Linked DNA regions of Mus musculus: region 1 is linked to region 2. The links are chromatin contacts, called in public Hi-C maps. All regions are on one chromosome and are shown on one strand. Each heading gives the region's core, a stretch centred on a gene start, on an enhancer-like site or on the middle of the called end of the contact. The rest is flanking DNA. Distances are from core to core; before and after follow the strand shown. Region 1 holds the start of A930011G23Rik (RIKEN cDNA A930011G23 gene). Region 2 overlaps A930011G23Rik (RIKEN cDNA A930011G23 gene).

Region 1 (7,462 bases), core at 1,519-4,018, 97 kb after region 2:
TATATACATACACACACATACATACAGACAAACACACACACACATATATAAACATACATACATACACACATACATACATACACAGATATCTAGGTCAGGAAACAGCTTCATGTATGCTTCTAGGCTACTTTTCTAGATAACAGTATACAGAAAAGGCTGTTTCTGTATGTCTGCCGAGTGTGCACTAACATTCCAAAACAGCCAGCCTGGTGCTCAGGTTACTGCGTGATCCTGACGTAAACTTAATGTCCTTCACTAGTTTTCCTAGATTTTTTTTTAATTGTCCTAAAGACTTAGGTTTGTTTGTTTGGTTTTTGGTTTTACAAATTTCTCAATTTTACCAGGACCACAAAAGGTACCAAAAATGGCCATTCATAATTTTCTAGAAATTAATATTCAGAGGGGGTTATTTCTCTTCCATATCTCTCTCCATCCCAGATGCAGTAAGCTGAGCCACTCCCTTCCATTTAGGAGCAATAGTAAATAGCTAAAAGGTATCCACTAAGTATATTTCTGCATCATTTCATCTCCTTGGGCACCTCTTCAGTGGTGCTGATGAAATGTAATGCCTGATACACATTTTAGGTTGAATCGGCCAACAACTATAACTCAACCATCTATAGAGAGACAGTGAGAGGAGATGCTAACCTTAGCTCTACCTCTAGATAGGTAGGAAGTAGCACATAGCAAGATATAAAGAGTTACCAAGGTCTAAGGGACTTCCCCTGGAATTTCTCAAAGCCAAGGGAACCACCCTTGTTTTAAAATAACAACCATCTAAATGTGTGTGACTAGTTGGTTTTTTTTTTGTTTTTTTTTTTTTGGGGGGGGGGGTCAGCTCCTCTCTAGAATAAGTGGGAAGCCATCGACCTGAAACATCAAAGCGGGGCACCTGTTGACCAGAGGACTTCATAGGCAGGAGGTGTACCCAAAGGGCAATGCATACACCAGCATCTCTTGATGGAGGCTTTGGGAATCTTATAACAAAATCCCCAGCCCCGAGGAAGAGGAAAAGTGAGCGAGCACAGTTGATAAGGGGCACCACTTGTCTCCAGCTCAGCCTCCTACCATGTGGCTGCCTAACGTGCCCTCTAAAAGACTGCGAGGGAGGGAGATGGCTAAGGCCGTGGCTGCAAACCTGGAAAACCTTGCCTGTCTGGGCTCTTCAGCCTTTAGGTCTCAGCTTTCACCAGAGCAGGCATTTCCATCTGTCTTTGCCCGCTCTACACTCCTATCCCCAAACTCCTGCTTACCACTCACCACTGGAATCTCCCTGCTTACAAATAAGTAAATACTTGCTGTCCCATAGCAGATTATGGCCTGGACCACTTGAGCTGTAAAATCACAGGAAATAGTTCCACGTGACTTCGGATAAAACAAAAACAAAAAAACAAAAACAAAAAAAAACCTAGGATAGCAATGGTGAAGGGCGTCCAAGAGGCAGCTGAGGAAGGCTCTAAGAGTTTAGGTCCTAAACAATTCCTTGCTGAAGGAACCCACTGCATGACTGAGAGAAGAAACCCATGTCTATATCTCTGCCAGCCTGGAAACTGCCGACTGAAGGCCAAGGCAGCTCAGGGAAACCTCAGACTGCCAGGATGGTTATGAGACAGTGGTGGTGGCAAGGCTAGTTGACATGGCCAGAGTCAGCCCTCTGGTCCTGACCTGCTTGTCAGGTAGTCTGTAGGAGAGGGCGGGGGATTGAGGGGGGCGAGGTAAGAGACAGTGGGTACTCTGTTCTGACTGTAGAGTGTGAAGGGTCATACAACCCAGAACTGTCCGTACTGAGTGGCCCATATGGGTCTCATATTAAACGCTGATGCTGCCATTTCCCCAGAGGATCAGCCAGCCAGTCAGCCAGCTGCTAGCAAAGCCGCTTGCAGCAGGGTCGCTGCTACCTCGGGGAGGTGTGAGCAATTAGGTGTGCCTGCCTTCAGAAGGCGCGATGTGGTTAGTCTCACCTCACACCCCTCCCCTTCCCCGGCGTACCTCCCACCAGAAGAAACGAGTTAACTTATACGGAGTTTATCGCCTCGCTGGAGGTTGGGGGAAGGGAGTGGTTAGAGCAAGCACGACAGTGGGAACCTTGTTGACTGACAGATTGTTTCTGCTAATCATTTAGGCTAGCCATGGTAGACAGCGGAAGGATGAGCAGGCAACAGCTCATCTTCAAATGTGCCTGGCTTGTTAGGCAAGGGATAACTCGCAAAACTCGCGATTCACAAACATGTTCACCTATCAACTAGGAAAGAGAAAAAAAAAAAACAAAACACGCAACGCGGTCTGGGGAGACCAGAATTCAAGCCCGGCGGCTTCCATCTCCCCTTCCCCGGCCCCGCCCCAGAAGTCCTCCAGGTGAGGCGCACTTGCCAAGTGGTGGGGACCCTAGGGGCGGGTCAGGACTGTTAGCTGTCGCCCACAGCCACCTCTGCAGGACACACCCTCTACCTACCTCCAGCACGGGAGAGGCGCCCTTGCTCGGCAGCGTGCAGCCCAGGAGCGCCGCGAGAAACTTTGCCATATACGAGCAGGGAGGCAGGGTCCCCCTCGCGCTCGCCGCCTCTGTCCTCGACCCGTGCCAGAGCTGGGGTGGGCAGGGCGGACCCAAGCTCGTGGACCCGGGTGGGGGCGGGGATCCGCCCGCCAAGGTCGTCCCGTCGGGGGTCTCTGGGCCTGCAGGGAGCTCGTCGCTGCCACTCGGGAGGTGCCCGGGTGAGAGGAGCAGACAGCCGCGGGCGCCCCTGCCTCCGCGCTGCGGGAGCCCGGGCTGCGTTAGCCTCACCAGCTGAATGTCACTAGCGCCGTAGTAAAGGGAAGGGCCCCGCCGAGGGGGTGTCGGGAGGGCCAACGGCGCACGACCTGCGGCGGCGCTGGGGCAAGGGCGGCGGGGAGCTCAGAGCAGCGACAGCCCAGCCCGCCCAAGGGTAGAGTGCAGGCGACGCCTCAAGTGAGAGCCTAAGCCGGCGACCGGGGGGGGGGGTGGGGGGGGGTGGGGGGGAGGCGGGGGGGGCACGCTGAGAGCTAGCGGCCAAGGCGGGAGGGGCTGTTCACCCAGGTGACCCACTTCCCTAGTTTCTGCCCGATTTGCGACAATGCAGGTGGGAGAGGAGGGAGCCCAGGTCCACAGACATTTGGCGAGTTACCACGACAGAACTCGAGCTACCCGCAAGGGCTCCCCAATGGCACGTGCCAGCCCCACCCTTCCAGTAGGAAAGGAGGTGGTTCCAAACCCAGGATTAAGAACCCTGCTCCTGCCACACGTGAGCCCCTGACACTGGGTGGGATCTGCACCAGTAAACACTAAAGAGGAGGAGAGGGCGATCGCTCTCTCCTTGGCCTGCCTCCCAGCCAGGACGGCCCAGGATGGGCAAGGCTGGAACCTGAACACTGCGACACACACGCAGATGCGGCCTGTTGTGCGGTCCAAGAACTGGACCTGGCAGAATTCTCTTTGACTCAAGACACGGGGCCAGCATTGCACTCGGTCTAGTTTTACTGCTCACAGCTGTGGCTCTCACTTAGTGTACTATGGGTGGTCTCTGAAGCTTGTTTAAAATGAGAAGTCCTGAGCTGCAATAAGTGCGGGGATACTTCAGCATCTGCTCCATCATTAGTTACTCCCAGACTCCTCTGCACGTGGTGTCAGGCTGTGGTTTGGAAAAGAAAAAAAAAAAAAAAAAAAAAAAAAAAAAAAAAAAAACACTGCCCAACTGTGCCAATGTCAGAGGTTCAGAAAGGACAACAGGGGCCCTTGAGTAAAAAAGTTAAGTCCCCTGATTTTATATAAAAGTACTAGACCAGGAAAGTCTTTGGTTCTCAAGCTCTTTTCGGGACCCTGGGGCAACAGTGACCAGACTGTAGATGCTTACTGGCTGGGGTGACTAGAAAATGGACATTTGGGTGCAAAGTGGTGAATATGTGAGGCTAGACTTTTCTGTCAATCCACAACTCTCACTGGCATAACAGAAGTACAAGGATGAATCTTTTAAAATACTGGAATTGGCTTGTTGATCCACCAGCACTTTCAACTATTGAAACCTCTCCAGATTCTCTCCCTCCTGGGAGCTCAGAGAATTTTGAAGACCCATGGTTGAAACTATATTCCGAACTTAAAGAAGCTAATGCCCTTGATTTTCTTAATGAATTAGGTGATTCAGTGCACAAAGCTTTCTACAAGATGGGGAAAAATCGGAAAATGATTTTACTGGCTGGCTGCTCTTAGTATCTGTGGAAAAAATGATGAATGAAAGGAAGGAGTTGTGTGATAAAATCGAAAGTCTCCAGACACAAGCAAACGATCTAAAAGTTGCTAAGTGTGTCCTTGAGGAGAATCTTCTCTCTTGTAGCAATAGAGCTCAAGTTGCAGAAAATCAAACAGAAACTCTCATTGTAAGGTTGGCTGAACTACAGCGAAAATTCAAGTCTCAGCCTCAGAGTGTGTCGACAGTTAAAGTAAGGGCTCTAATTGGCAAAGAATGGGATCCTACAACAGTCTCAGGGAGAAAGAGGAGAGAGATATTCTAACACACCCACCACGGTTGCTCAAACGTCTTAGTCCCAATGAAAAGCTGACCAAGAACAGAGTTTATTTAAACATGGGTTTATAGTTTTCCTATAAATAAATATTTTTAAAAGCCATGACATATTCCGGCTGCCTGTGCTTCTTCTTGTCACCTTCTCCATCTTCCAACAGCAATGGGGTTTCTGTCCTTCAAAGATTCAAAGCTCTCTGGCTTCTGGCTGCTTGGGCCAAGAGTCAGAGAAAAAACATTTGCATTGAAAGGGCTTGTACCTTAATCCTAATGCCTTTTTATCTTAAAGTTAACTGCTTAGACAAGTTCATAACAGTGAGTGCAATGTCAACCACAGAAGAAACACCAGCAGTGAAGATCCCAGGTGTGTAGACTGCTCTTACCACAGCCTATTTTGGCTACAATACAGGCATGTAGTTAACATTGCTTTACTTTGTCGTGCCTATGGAAAGAACTTAACAAAGGGTAGGTTTGGGGCTCTTTTTACCCTGCACATGGTCACTTCAACATGGCTAGACCCTATTTTAAAAGTGAGCACCAGAGATTGAAAAAGATGTCCAGACCATGTAGCAGGTTAGTGTCAAAGTCAGCAATGCATCTAGGACAGCTGGAATGATGGGACATTGAGCATTACTCCCTACTACACCGTTGGAAGGTGGGCACCAGGACAGGTGACAGATAGCAATCATTTGGGGGATGGAGACCAGGAGTGGTAACAAGAGGACAGACAGTATACCACAGTAGCTTGCCATACATTACTAGTTGATAGATGGGACAGGGTACTAAGTCCTAACTGAAATAAGAAACCAACCTTGGTGACTTCTCCTGAACAGGCATTTTCTTGTGATCTCACCTGTATGTTCCCTTGTGATCTAGACTCCATCCTCCCAGATCCTCTCCTTCCCAGATCCTCTCCTCTTCGATGTCTTGCATCAGGCAGAAGCAGGAAGAAATAATCACGTCTGAAAGGTGGCTGTGCACTAGCCCATCCTGGACAGCATGAACAACATGCAAGGCCAAGCCCTGGCTAGAATCACTGCCACAGCTGTTTCTTACTGTCACTAGTAACGCAAGGACAGAGACTCAGGACAAAAAAAAGGGGGGGGGGGGAGATGTAGGAAGGGAGAGGTAGAAGGGAGAGGTAGAGAAGGAAGGGGGGAAGGAAGAGATGGAGGGAGGGGAGAAGGGGAGGAAAGAAGGGAAAGAGGAAGAGATGGAGGAAGTGGAGAGGGGGAGTTAAGGAGGGAGGGAAGGAGGGAAAAGAGTAAGGAAAGGAAAGAAGAGAAAGATAGGGAGGAATGGAAAGGGGAGAGGGAAGAGGGAATGAGGGAGGGAAAGGGGGAAGGAAGGGGAGGGAAATAATACCACCTCTACCTCCTCTGCCTCCTCTCCTTTAAAGACTGCACGAGCATTTGATAGAGAGCAGATTCATATTTTAAGCCAGTGTTTCACTTGTTAGCATTGACCCTAAGGGAGTAATCAGAGAATTATTCTAAGACAGTGCATTTTAAATTGTTCCCCACATTTAGGGTCAAGCGAGACTTTTCTGCTACTCTAGTGAGCACCAGGGTAAGTGGGGGAGCCTAGAGTTGGGTATGAACGCTCATGTTAACAGTGGGGCTTCTCCAACAAGTAGCTACCAGTCTCCAAAGCCCCACTTCCTCACCTCAATGGAGAGGCTAGCAATACATACTGTGTAAGAATTCCATCAGTGAATGCTATAAAGTTACACTGATTTATTATAGTGATTATTGTATTCAGATGACTTTCATAGCTATATTCACCAAGAACATGGATTGAGTGATAGGAATACATGTTATCCACTGGAAGGATTATGATTAATCATATATGCTTACCTTCTGGCTCTAATCTAGGCACAGTATTACAATACTCCATAAGCGCTGATTACTAAATGGGCCAGTGGACAACTGGACAAAGTCCCTCGCCACAGCATTACAAAACCAAATCGTGCAAGCCATCTGAAATCCAACCATGAGCGATTGGTCAATGCATTATGGTTCAGAGGCTTAGAAGCAACTGTGCTTGAAAATCATATTTAATGATCTAGAAAATGTCTTCAGATGATGTCAGAGAGTGAAAGTAAGCCATGTGTCAGTGTGTCCTGAATCCATAGCAAGCTTGCAAGTCCATGTGGCAAAATGGAGAAAGCACAGTAAATGGCATCAGAATGTCCTGGGGGCTGGGGATCACTTTCGCTTTCTTTTTCACGTGTTTCTGAGTTTTTAGGTTGTGGGTTTTTTTGGTTTTGGTTTTGGTTTTGGTTTTTTTTTGTTTGTTTTTGTTTTGGTTTGGTTTGGTTTTTTGATCCCTGCAGTGTACCCAAAAGCTCCCTTCTGGTCCTATTCAATAAGAACTCAGGCATTTGAAAAGCGATCTCATGTTAATCCTGATTTAAGATGTCATCATCTTTCTGAAACACTTGGAATGAGCCAACTAACCCAACGAAAGCTGCCCCATCAAAAGCATCAAAAGCATCATCAAAGCACATGCATGGCTGGGAAGAGGTGCTAACGACGGCACCGAAACCGTGATACAGAGCTCACCTTCACCATAAGAGCAACAGTCCAACTATTGTCAGTGCCCCCTCACCCCACCCTGGGATTTCAGAGTCTCCAGTGTCAAAGAGAACTATCACCCAGGCCAGGGGGCACCTGTGATATCCCAGCACTTGAGAGGCGGAGACAACAGGATCCAGAGTCCAAGGTCATCACTAAGGACATAGTGGATTTCAGGTCAACCTAGGTTATGTGAGACCCTTCCTCAAACACACACACACAGTAAACAAACAAACAAACCTCTCTTGTTTAGTTGTTGTTGCTGTTAATGTTTTTATTAATTGGTTATTTTATTTATTTACATGTCAAATATTGTCCCCATCCTGGTCTCCCCTCCACCACCACCACCACCCC
Region 2 (7,556 bases), core at 506-3,005:
AACTAAACCTGCCCAAAGTCTTTAACAGACACATCACAAAAATAAGACACAAAGATGACAAAGGAGCACGGGAAATGGTTGTTCTACATAGATTGTTCCACATCCCATCTCATCAGGGAAACAAAAATTAAAACAATGAGATGCCCCGCCCACACACATGGCCAAAATCTAGCGGTGAGACAAAGAAGAGTGGGTGCGCCCCCTGCTGTTGGGAATGCAGAATGTGCTGGGCATGGTGGCATGCCTGTGTACAACCCTAATTTTGGTGGTGGAGAGATAGGCAGATTCCCTGAGCTTGCTAGTCAGCCACTTTAATCGCCGATGAGCTCCAGGCTCTGGGGAAGAGAGAGACACCAGTTCAACAACAACGAAAAGTGCAAAGCACAAGACATCCAGTGTTGACCTGTGACCTGTGTGCCTGCACATATACACAGGGCACGAACACACACATGCACATTCACTCGTGTATGCACACACACACACACACACAGATACCACACTACACACACAAGACCCAATAAATAAAATTTAACTATATGATCAAAGAATCATATCCCTTGGTAAGTGACAAAAAAGAAAGAAAGAAAGAAAGAAAGAAAGGAAGAAAGAAAGAAAGAAAGAAAAAAGAAAGAAAGATTTTATGTCCAAAAAAAAAAATCATATATGTACATGGAAATTTATAGTAGTTTTATTCCTAATGTCAAAATCTAGATGTAATTAAGTGTGTTATTCCATAGTATATGAATAAATAAACCGAAATGCCTTCAAACTGTGGAATATTATTCAGTACTAAAAAAGAAACAGTCTATCAAGCCATGAAGAAAACTTAAATACATATTTTTAAGTGAAAGAGTCCAGTCTGGAAAGGCCACATAGTGTGTGATTTAAACTATGTGACGTTATATAAAGGAGAATATCCTGAAGGCACTAAAGGCTGCCTAGGGCAGAGGGGGGGGGGGAGGGGAGGGGAGGGGAGAGGAGAGAGGAGGGGAGGGGAGAGGAGGGGAGGGGAGGGGAGAGGAGAGAAGAGATCAGGGCAAAGCACAGGGGACTTTAAAACAATGGCCACATGGGTTGCAAGGTGAGTGGGAGGGACTCATGTGTCCCTCTCTTGGAAGGACTAGCTGCAGACAGTATGCAGATGATTCTCTGATCACAGCTGGGAGGCATAAGTTGCTGTTGGGAGGAGACCCTGGAGCCAAAGGATCTTATGGATTATTTATTTATGTGCTTGATTCTTGTTTCATTTCTTTGCTGTTGTTGTCGTTTTGTTTTGTTTTGGACTGCAGAGTAGTTACCTACCTCTGCCAATAAACTCAATCCATCATCAAAAAAGAAAACAAAAATAAAAACAAAAGACGGTGACAGCAACCAGTTAGATTCCATCATGGTAGACACACCTCACTACACATAAACCCATACCTGCAGGATCTCCAACACGCCGGGGAGCCCTGACTCAAGGTCTGCATTTTTGTGTGATCATGGTCTTCCAACATAGTTGGCCAACAGCAGCAGGTGTACCTTCAGTGAGATTCTTATAGTGGAGAAGGCTAAGCATGTGTGGGGGCAGAAGGTATTATGGGAAATCTCTGTATCTGTTCAGCTTATGTGAGTTTAAAACTACTTTAAAAGAGAAAGCTGATCTTTAAATAAATAAATAAAAAAAAAAACAGTGAACACTGTAACTACTTAGTGTTTACAAAGCAAGGAAAACAATGACCACCTGTCTACTTCTTGGCTTGTTTTCCTTTGGGTTTTGGTTTCTTGCAACAGGATCTCTCAGGCTGGCCTTGAACTTGCTATGTAAGCCAAGAGTGTCCTTAAACTCCTGGGCCACCTGCTTTCCATTTTGCAGGTGCTGAGATCCCAGACCTGTGCCACTGCCTCTGACCCTGTATGTTTTCTCTTAATATTATTATTAAACATTAGATACCTAGGGAATAGCAAGTGTGTTTTACAGGGAGACCAAAGGTCCTTAGCTTTAGCTCAGCCTCTCCCGCTGACCTTCACTGCTACATCAGAATTTCCCAGTATCTATCTCCCATTCATTTCTTTGCAGATTCCCTTGTGTCATGGGACCAAGGACAAATGTGTGATATTCTTTTGTTTCAGAGACTATATCCCAATCTACACCAGTCTCTTAAGATTCACTAAAATTACCAGTGAAGTCAACAAGATCTGGAATGACACTGACAATGTATCCACAAGGCCTTGAAGGGACCTCAGGAGACTCCTCAATACCACCTGCGTGACCTCCTGGTTGTGGCTGCTGAACATGTCACTTCACACTAGCCTCCAAGGTGGCCTCCTCGAAAAGCTCTGGCCAAGATACAGAAATCCCTTCTCTTACTTCCCTTAGGATTACTGCAGCTGTCTCAAACCAACAGAAGGGCGGGGGGACATAGAAACTGTCCTGGCTTACACACCCTGGCTCTGCCACAGTGAGCTACTATGGGCCTTGAAGGTCCTGACAAGACTGTCATTCAGGTGCAGCAGCTGCACTGGAATCTGCTTCCCATGGACATAGGTGAACTCTATAGGAGGTTCAATTTACACTTTACCTACATAATAGCCCTGAGCTTATAAACCAACACACACACACACACACACCACCTCTCAAAAACAAGAGAAGAGTGTAGGAAAATGGTCTAAGACTGGATTTGTGAGGAGAATTATGAGTTCTCGTGAGAAAACAGAAGTCTCACAACCTCGGTTTCTTAAAAAACATGGAACTGTTCTTGGAATGTGGTTTCATGCTTCCCCCACCCCCACCCCAGGGTAGCAGATAGGAGTGAGTTTACCTCAGATCGTTCATATTATTATTCAGCTGCCTTTCATGTGTTTACATGCCTCTTTGGAAAAGGGTATTTTTGCCCTGCGTGGCTTGTCCTTGTGACTTTTCACTTTGGTGACTTCTTAATTCTTACTTCCTCAGTATAAGTTGGCTGGTGCTCTGAGTAAAGCTGGCGGGAGACTTTAACTCTTTTATCAGCTCCACTCTCTCGGGCCCAGAGCAGTGAACAGAGAAGATAAGGTACTCAGTTACATCGTGTTCCTCCACTAAATTCTAATGAACAGCCAGGAGGGCAGGGTCCACGTACCGACGGTGATGTCACCTATGACAACCAACACACTGGCTAATATATGCCTTATCTTATCTTTTTAAAGAGTAAATAGACTAACTCTCTGAGATCCCCTGCTGCATGAGAGCTGAAGGTAAAGGACACGCCCCCGATAAATCCCGGTTTCAGGACAGCATTCACCAAACCTTGGCTTAACTTCTCTCCTCTAGACACATTCCAACACAGAAAACCTTAAAATATGCTAAGTTAGCTAATAAGCACCCACACGAACAACCCAGTGCCCAGGACTCTGTTTCAAGGCAAATGCAATGCTTTCAAAGCTACCTGTGTCATCACTGAGACCCAAAAGGGTTTCCATACTCCAAATAAAATAAAGTGCTATTATCAACCATGATCCTGTGTTTACTAAACACCAGCGATGTTCCTGGAGGTATGATAGACACCTGTGCATACATTTCAGCCAGTCCTTATGTCTTAGGATTGCTATCAACTGTGATCAAAAGTCATGACCAAAGGAACTCAGGGAGGAAAGGGTTAATTTCACACATGGTCCCATATATAACAGCTCACTATCAGAAGCTATCAGGACAGGAACTCAAGCAGGGCAGGACCCTGGAGGCAGGAGCTGATACAGAGGCCATGGATGAGTGTCTCTTACTGGCTTGCTCCCCATGGCTTGTTTAGCTTGCTTTCTTATAGAACCCAGGGACCCCAACCCAAGGATAGGACCACCCACTATGGGCTGGGCCCCTGGTACCAGTCACTAATTAAGAATGTTTTGCCTGAAGGTTTGCCTACAGCCTGATCTCATGGACGAATTGCCTCAACCAAGGTTTCCTCCTATCAGATGACTTTAGCCTGTGTCTTGTTGGCATGAAGCCATCCAGGACACCTGAAAACTCTGCAGGCTAATAACTATCATTTTCATGCTACGGATTTTGGAAACAGCACTCAGAAAAGCATCTTTGTCCGTGAACATGGAATCACACAGACTAAATCCCGACCCCGCTCTAGCTGTATGGCTCTGGGCCAGCACAGCTTAACACATCAGCTCACTGGTTTCCTGCGCTGTAAAATGGAGATTACTGTCTGCTATTCTTCTCTAAGATAGCCTTCCTACCACCAGCCTTAAGATGCTGGAGTAGAGACTGCAAAGCGTCTTAAATCAGACCCCCCCAGTAGGGGGCGCTAGTGGAGACTGGCCAACTCCTTGAAGACCATCTTAGCCCCGACAACATTCTTTTCTTTCCACAGAGCCCCTGAGTGCAGCTTGCAGTTTTCCTGTTACAGACTCAGTAGCTTCATTGTGTGCCCTTCACAGACAACAGTACCCACAAGCTGGGACACTGGCCTCCATGACTGGAATTTCTGTTGTGGAGCAGCTGGTTCTCCATGTACCTAAGGAGGTTTGCTTGACTATGTCGGATACTTTACAGTTGTCCTCCTCGCCCTCCCCCTCCCCCACCCCCAGCCGCCATTAACTAGTTAAGGACATTACATAGGGCCAACAGCTCTTTCCCCATTCTCTGTTCAGATGGTTGGTGTGGTGACGTCCTCCTGACAGACCCCGAGAAAGGCAAGAACACCTACCTCAGAAGGTGGAGAGTATCAGACGATTCAATCACTGCAAAGTGCTTCTACAGTACCAACACTACAGGGCTAGCTCTAACGATATCTACTATTTGATTCTCCATCAAAAAAGAACTACCTTCAGCCCTTGGGCTTCCTGCTTTCACAATCCTCCCTCTCCAATCTTCCCAAGCACATCTAGATCTCTCCATTCTTGCCAAGTTTCTCTGACACTGACATCTGCCTGAAAGGTATGGCAGGGACTCCTACCAGAGGCAATTTTAACACTGGAAAAATAACATTTTAACACTGACTCCTCCAAAATTGAACACAAAGTTCAAACTTCAAGAAACACATGTATACCATTCCCCTAAGTATCCACAAGGAACTAACACACTGTGTTTGAAGATTGAATTATAGAATTTTAGGTTTCTATTTTTTTCTTCGTTCCTTCCTTCCTCCTTTTGCCTTCTCCTCCTTTTTCCCCTCCCCCTCCCCTCCTCCTCCTCCTTCTTCCTCTTCCTCTTCCTCTTCTTCCCCTTCCCCTTCCTCCTCTTCTTCTTCCTCTTCTTCCCCTTCTTCCCCTCCTTCCCCTCCTTCCCTTCCTTCCCCTCCCTCCTCCTCCTCCTCCTCCTCCTCCTCCTCCTCCTCCTCCTCCTCCGCCGCCGCCTCCTCCTCCTCTTCTTCTTCTTCTTCTTCTTCTTCTTCTTCTTCTTCTTCTTCTTCTTCTTCTTCTTCTTCTTCTTCTCTCTCTGTCTCTCTCTCTCTCTCTCTGTCTCTCTCTGTCTGTCTCTCTCTGTCTGTCTGTCTGTCTCCCTCCCTCCCTCATGTGTGGGTGGGTTTGCAGGTTCTAGCAGAGCCCAGGAAAGGATGTCAGATCCCTTGGAGCTAGAGTTATAGACACTGATAAGCTGTACCTCATGGATGCTGGGGTCAGAAATTTGGCCCTTTGTAAGAGCAGCCCTTGAATGCTGAGCCCTCTCTTCAGCTCCTCATTCTTATATCTTCTAAACTACTGATGACATATAAAATTTAAAAATGATCAAATGCTCATGTGTGCTAGGCACTGAGCTGTGTTTGCACACACTGTCTCTTGTTTACCCTCAATGTAGACTACATCAGGAGGTATAATCCTCTTCTTTTACAGATATGTCCAAGCTCCCATAATAAGAGACAGAACCAAGAACTGAAGCTAATTTTCCTGGACTCACAGAACTCGTGTTTTACCAATTCACTGTGGACCACAGGTGAAGGCCACTCTCCACAGCAGATTTTAATAAAATATAAACTGAGAGAGGCACAGATTCCTTCCCTGGGAAAGACATGGAGAAATAAACACAGAATCAAGGAGCATGCCCTCTGACCTTGCATTCAGACACTCCTTTAAGACCCAGCGACAAAGCCCTGTCGCTGGGTTTGAGAATGTCTCTCTAGTTCTGTCTCTAGTTCTGCAAGGCTTTCCCTCCCGTTTTAGTTTTATTGTTGTGAAAGCAAAGAAAATGAAAATTTAAAAGTACTCTCTCTCTAGGTACATCTTGGCCTTTAGAAGAGAAATATTATTGTTGGGAGAGGAGTACACCCAACAAAAACAATTTGTTAAATGAACAATGCACAAGAAAGGGAAAAAAAAGTTTTCTTTGTGCTTGATTTCAGGCCAACTTGGGAATAGCTTTTGCACTAGAGGAAAATGAGAGAGAGGAGAGGAGAGGAGAGGGGGAGAGGAGAGGGGGAGGGGAGAGAGGGAGGGGAAGGGGTGGGGGAGGGAGAGGGAGACAGAGAAAGAGAGAGAGAGAGAGCTCTATGAAGAGTGCAGCACAGTTGTAGAATTTATACTAAAGCCATTGCTTCTAGAAGGTGGACGTTTTGAGTTACAGCCCTTTTCCTTAACTTTCCATCACTGCCTGTAGGAATCTCAGAAGCACAGGCTAAATACCCGTGCTGCATTTTACTCACTGGCTGGGAGCCTATGTGAGCCCAAGAGCTGACAGTGCTGAGCCTGGCCCGTGCTCTGTCAATGCCCTGTGTATAGTTACCAATTCAGCATCTTTTCCTAGAGGACTGTGCAGAAAACCACCAACCACCACGGCACAGGAAAGTGCACTCGCTGCTCTGATAAGGCCAACAGGAAGAAGAATGGGGAAAAATAAAAACAAGGCAGGGAGGAAGGCAAAGGAAGGCACAAACGCTCTGCAAACTGGAGAGAAAACAGACACAAAGAGGAGAGGGTGGATGGCCGAGGATCCAAGTGGGTTTCTAGAGGGCAAACCTTCATCTCTGCTCATCAGAATGTATCTACATGGGATTGAAGCAAAGTTCTTAGGAATATAAGCTTGTGTTTATGGGAGTTTTTTTCCAGGTTGTTCATGGGGTCTAAATTGACTGGGGAGTAATAAAGAAAAAGCAGGCACTGAACTAAGTATAAGAATATTAAAACGGGCTTGGGGGATGGCACATCGGTTAAGAGCACTGACTGCTCTTCCAAAGGCCCTGAGTTCAATTCCCAGCAACCACATGGTGGCTCACAACCATCTGTAATGGGATCTAATGACCTCTTCTGGTGTGTCTGAAGACACATGTACTCATATACATAAAATAAATAAATCTTTTAAAAAGAATATTTTCACATAGAATAGTACAGGTTTTCTCCCTGTGAGAAAAAAGCAAAAGTCAAACTTCATATATTTGGCATTCTGATAGTGAATATATTTGACTTTAAGTATATGATGAATTAGTTCATTCGAAACCGAGGACTTGAACAACAGATAGAGAAACGTCTCCCCACGTGGGCAATTGCAAAGTTTTGGGACTTGGGATCCTTTAATATTTTTTAAAACCTCTGGCTTTTAAAGAGGGCTTCTGTATACATTTATATTTATTTTTTAGCAACTGGAACTGCAAATTTTT

What was found. Hi-C and Micro-C count contacts between places; a contact is called where the count stands out from the background.
Region 1: a contact with region 2 is called in a Hi-C map of germline stem cells, with 1.7 times the contacts expected there. The contact joins the promoter of A930011G23Rik here to the enhancer-like site in region 2. A contact is called at or near these places in 2 of 484 Hi-C or Micro-C datasets (germline stem cells and nephron progenitors) and 2 of 9 other capture datasets (adipose tissue and pancreatic islet).

Annotation. Positions count from the first base shown.
Region 1 is chr5:99,726,292-99,733,753 of GRCm38.p6, forward strand. It overlaps A930011G23Rik (RIKEN cDNA A930011G23 gene), which reads right to left and starts at 2,769. Exons shown (of 4, transcript NR_030692.1): 1 at 2,453-2,769. Gm38413 (predicted gene, 38413) reads right to left here. Exons shown (of 12, transcript NR_131054.1): 10 at 5,907-5,999; 11 at 5,386-5,458; 12 at 4,563-4,740.
Region 2 is chr5:99,630,081-99,637,636 of GRCm38.p6, forward strand. The region is part of intron 1 of A930011G23Rik (RIKEN cDNA A930011G23 gene); the gene reads right to left. Among named protein-coding and RNA genes, the nearest start is that of 4930405H06Rik, 20 kb to the left of the region's middle. Within about 2 kb of position 1,756, at least 9 of the 459 cell types and tissues checked have an H3K27ac peak or open chromatin away from gene starts, as enhancers often do. A contact at or near this core is called in germline stem cells, where this site is marked.